2 separate regions of the Cyprinus carpio genome follow, and region 2 is linked to region 1. The links are chromatin contacts, called in public Hi-C maps. All regions are on one chromosome and are shown on one strand. The core of a region is the stretch at or near the end of the contact, and the rest is flanking DNA. Distances in the headings are between cores, read along the strand shown.

Region 1 (2,715 bases), core at 210-2,709:
TCAATATTTAGAGATTTGAGTCATCTTGAGTGGGAGAAGCATAATCCCAAACACCGCCAACAAAGCAAGCGAGAACTTCTCTTTAGTTCACTGAAGAGGTTCACTGGTGCAGCAGGCGGAAGATAGATAGATAGATAGATAGATAGATAGATAGATAGATAGATAGATAGATAGATAGATAGATAGATAGATAGATAGATAGTCGAATTAATCAGTCTATCACTAACACATTTCATTAAAAGTAGAAAAAGAAGCAAGTACTGAATAAAGAAGTAAACCCCACTCCATCAACGATCTTCGTCTCAGATGTTTCTACTAAACAGATACAAATGAGAGAATAGTTGTACTGTACACATTTATAAAATGAATCCGGATCATATGTGGATTCATACTGGAATCTGTCATGTAATTTTGGCAATATGAACACAGTTTGAGACATTGTTGTCATCTGCTAACTCCAGAAATTACTGGCGTGTTTTTCCTCTGGGAAAATATCTGAAAAGCTGTTTATTTATCCTCAACATTGTCTAAAATAAACAACCGACAGAGTAGAGAAAGAAAAAAAAGGGGATCTGATTTGAAATTTTCCTTCCCTACAGGGAGATCAGGTGTGACGTACAAAAAAAAGAAGAAGAATAAGAAAAAAAGAGACAAATCCAGACTAGTCCTTGACAGGACTTCGGCTAGTTTTAGTCATCTGAAACAGCTCACCACATTGCAGTTGTTTGTCACACAAATAGATCAATAATCGCATGAATTGCATCTGGTTTAAATGGAAAACATCACGAGCATTTGTTGTTGAGACACAATCTTACAGTCCATTTAAACCGGAGAAAAAAATACCCGGATTTATAAACACCATGGACAAATAATAATCGGCATGGACTTCGTTTTAAACAATATGCCAGAACGTTTATATAGCCTCCTTCATAAATCGGAAATGTGCTAAAATTCACCTTGAGCTCTGTTTCTAATCTGAACGCCCAGCAAAAAATATACTAGCCTATATAAAACATAATCCAGACATAACGTACTCACCTTGTCGAGAACCACGAATGTGGCGTGAATAAAATCCTTTCGGTTTCCGGTTGCTCTGATTGACCTTTGAGTTACTGTTTTCGCTGTATGAATGAATGAGGCTCAGCTCTCCATAGTCAATAACTCTGACCGGCTCTGATAGAAGAAATGAAACGGAGCGAGTGAGCGCGTTCAGTGCGCGTTCATGACGGGGGTTGCCTGGGAACGCGCACAGCTGCTCGAGTCATCGTTAATAACAATGTTCAGTTAATATATCCAGCGTCACGATCAAACGTGATCGGGAATGATCTGATGCCTGGATATACAGCAGGAGCTTACGTCGTCCCTGAGAGAGCGCGCACGGCCGAAGGGGGAGTCAGACCCATGACACCCGAATGATGATGAGGGGAAACTGGAGAGGCAGCGGGGAGGGCAGGGCGCTCTGACGTGACACTGTTTTACTACGTTACACTTGACTAGCAGAGACAAGTCTGCACGCGCTCTGTTTCTGAGAGAGAGAGAGAGACAGAGACTCAGAGAGAGAGAGAGAGAGAGAGAGAGAGAGACAGACTCAGAGAGAGAGAGAGAGAGAGAGAGAGGGGTGGGAGGCCTGGAATGGGGTTCATCATGACTCTGTCGAGAATTTAAGGTAACTGGGCCACCTATTGCTGGATCTGGGGCACCCGAAACGTCATTTTGAGATTGCTCAGTGCATGCTCATGGCTTACATTCACTACTCTGTCATAAATGTAAATAAATAATTAAATCTGACAATCATACTGACATATAGACATTTTTGGACAAATCTGTCATTGGAATGAATCATTTAAAGGGTTAGTTCACCCAAAAAAGAAAGTTAGCCCATTATTAACTCAGCAGTGACGAATGCAGACTGGCAGTGGAGAGAAAAAAACAAAACAAACAAACCAGTAGTCACGAATTAGAAATGCAAAACCAGGATTTGTACAGAAGAATGTCAGAGGATTTGGATATAAGCCAAGAGGAGACTGGTTTTCCTTTGCTAAAGTAAGGCAACTTTGCTTCCTTTGCTCCTGTAAACAAACATTGGTTTTCGCGAGACTCCGAAGCGCATGCGCTACGTCTGCATCCTATGTCATCCGCCCGGAAAGGCTTCCGTGTACAACTGTTAGTTTCGCCTAGAGCCATGGATCACCAAATTGATTACTTTTACCATTTTAAATATGGATGTTTTGTATATTTATTTACAGGATAATTTTTAAAAACACGTTGATTCGCTACAGGAGGCCTTATTCACCCCCACTCATTATACTGCAAAAGACACGCAAAATTATCCCCACCTACTGGCGTGACATTGTAACATACAACAAGAAACACTGGAACCAGAGTGAAATAATAATAATAATAATAATAATAATAATTATATAGGGAGAGTAAATATAACTGAATTAGAATGCCAATCCTCACTGAATATTTGAGACTAGACTGATTGACTCATTAAATGGATTCATGTTTTTTGTGAGTGCTTCCCTTTAGCTTTGAATTTTCTATTACTTATGACAAGTCTCATCAGGTTTTGACAGCCACACACATACCAGAGATAAAGGCTTGAGGCCAATTCATGCTGTCTTCCTTCATTTGCACAATATATGTTTGTTGTACAGTAAAGCCAAGTTTTTAGCCAAAGATGTGGCACTGCAGCCCCCTGCTGGCAAATAC
Region 2 (2,700 bases), core at 167-2,666, 57 kb before region 1:
CTCATAATTCATGAAGGGAGCTTTTTTTTTATGTTAGCATACAAATCAGACTAACTACTGTACACAATTTTGATTAGCCCATGCAAAACCAATAACATTACTGCAGCAGATTTAAAGATATTTTCTTTGGATTGTTTGACTACTCAAAAGACAATATAGGAGAATTAAATATAATTGGGATAATTTGTATTTCCTGCAATCTGCATTTCACATAAATTAACAAAAATCTGTCTCTAAAACTCTCTTCTCTTTATTCAAAGTTGATATAGACATGTATGGAATCTATCCAAAGCACTGTTAACCTTAACCACATTTTCTTGTCGTAAAAATGGGCGCGGCCTTTTGTAAATACTGTGGGTCTGGCTTCCGGTCTCATCCACCCAGCTATTTTTAGCTGAACAAAACAGTTCGTTTTGCGGCTTGATATTGAAAGTTGGTGTGTCTTATCTTATTATATTAATGTATTATCTTAATTATGAACACATTGGGTTGTAGTGCAAACAGTTTTATGGTTTACTGCACATTGTTATTCTCCTCCTTACTTTCCTATAGGCTAATGAACCGGAAGTCTCACCCATAGGCTCACTTCTGAGTTGAAGAAAAAGGTGGACATTCATCCTATGTGTCCTCTTAAGGTGTACATTTATTTATTTTATATTATTATTATTATTATTGTACAAAAAAAATACACACACATGGTATTTGTAGTAAAACTGTGGTTATACAAATGGTAAACAAATGCTAAAAACCATGGTAACTACACTTTTACTATATGCTAATAAAATTTGTATCTGTATATGCTTTCTTTTTTTTCTGTTTTGTTATTATACCTGTACTGACTTAATGGTTTGATGTTTTGCGCTGTTTATTTAAAAAAAAGAAAAGAAAAAAAGAGAGAAAATGAAAGAAAGCCCACTCCAAATAATGATTCACAAAGCGCTCCGAAGTTCCGTTCTGAATCAAATGATTCGCAAACCTGTTTTGAAGTCCCGATCAGGGGTGCATTTCCCAAAAGCAAATATTGTCGCAAGTTCCCCGTTACCAATAGAGTTTAATGGAATTAAATGACCATATTAGCTAACATGCTTTTGGGAAACAATGATTCACTAAACCGCACAGAAGTTCTGATCTGAATCAAATGATTTGCAAACCCGCTCCGAAGTTCCAATCTAAATCTAATTATTTGGGAACCTGCTCTGAAGTTCCAATCTAAATCTAATTATTTTGTTTGGTGATCTGAAGTTCCAATCTGAATCAAATGGTTCACAAACCTGCTCCGAAGTTCCAATCTAAATCTAATTATTTGGGAACCTGCTCTGAAGTTCCGATCTAAATCAGATTATTTGGGAACCTGCTCCAAAGTCCCAATCTGAATCAAATGATTCACAAACTCGCTCCGAAGTTCCAATCTAAATCAAATTATTTGGGAACCTGCTTCGAAGTTCCAATCTGAATCAAATGGTTCACAAACCTGCTCCGAAGTTCCAATCTAAATCTAATTATTTGTGAACCTGCTCCGAAGTCCCGATCTGAATCAAAGGATTCGCGAGCCAGCTCGAATGTCCTGATCTGAATGATTTACGAACCCGCTCCGAAGTAAATAAAATCCATGCTCCGATCGAATATGATTCGCGAACCATATTTCAGATCGGCAGCATATCACAAATCTTTCAATTCCCAAAATGATTCGCAAACCTGCTCCAAGTTCCGATATGAATCAAAAGATTTGCAAACCTACTCGGAAGTCCCGTTCAATCAAATAATTTGCGATAAGCGCTCCGAGGTCCTGATCAAATGATTCACAATATGTGCTACGAAGTCTCGATGAATCAAATGATTCGCGATACGCTATCCGATTCAAGCGCTTCGAAACGGTGAATCATTTTGCAATGCAATGGTGATTTGGAGTTTCGAAAAGCTCTGTTTCACCTAGCACTATGTGCTTTTAATAAAAAAATAAAATAAAAAAAACCTTAACAAGTGTTGTCGAAATTCGATCAGTTTTTCAGGTTGAATCAATCGGAGCGGTTCCATTATAAATGACTCACTCAGTTGACTCTGTTTGTCTGTTCCTCCGCTTGTTGTGTCTTCAGCCGTGATTATATCCCAGAAAGCACACATGCTTCTGCAAGATGTCTGTTAAAGATCACTTGATCTGGAAGGCACCTGTTGTGTGCAAACATCTGACAAAAAACTGTAAGATTTACATACATTCTAAATCATAAACATCTTAAAGACATCTAATAGACGTCTATTTGAGATCTAAAAGGAAAGGTTCAACAATAGTTTAAAACGTTAAATTTATCAGTAGCCTATATATTGTAATAAATATTTGAGAAATTATTTATCTGATTGTATTAGTTTTTAGAGAATGATAGTCAATGTAAAAAGTAATTGGTAAAAGATGATGAACACAAAACAAATCCTTAAGGAGCCCAAAGGGATCAGACTGAATGATGTCAGATCACATGGGATTTATGGACCTTCGGCTGGGGGACACCTTTGTTTTTCCTTTGTTTTCATTAATTGTCTTTCCATTTACCATTCTATTATGTATTTTTATTTTTAATATAACAGATTTATTTTATGTAAAAAAATAAATAAATAAACGAATGAATGAATGAAAACTTGCTTGATAAGAATAAAATCAAGTAAAAGCTAGCCTAAAACGATTTAAATCCTTAAGAGACTGAGCTTCTC

Evidence for each region. Hi-C and Micro-C count contacts between places; a contact is called where the count stands out from the background.
Region 2: a contact with region 1 is called in a Hi-C map of skeletal muscle, with 5 times the contacts expected there. The contact joins the enhancer-like site here to the promoter of src in region 1. A contact is called at or near these places in 5 of 8 Hi-C or Micro-C datasets (liver and skeletal muscle).

Annotation. Positions count from the first base shown.
Region 1 is chrB23:22,991,461-22,994,175 of ASM1834038v1, reverse strand. It overlaps src (proto-oncogene tyrosine-protein kinase Src), which reads right to left and starts at 1,459. Exons shown (of 13, transcript XM_042750050.1): 1 at 1,039-1,459.
Region 2 is chrB23:23,048,502-23,051,201 of ASM1834038v1, reverse strand. No RefSeq gene overlaps it. Among protein-coding and RNA genes, the nearest start is that of LOC122141894, 22 kb to the left of the region's middle. Within about 2 kb of position 1,416, at least 1 of the 8 cell types and tissues checked has an H3K27ac peak or open chromatin away from gene starts, as enhancers often do. A contact at or near this core is called in skeletal muscle, where this site is marked.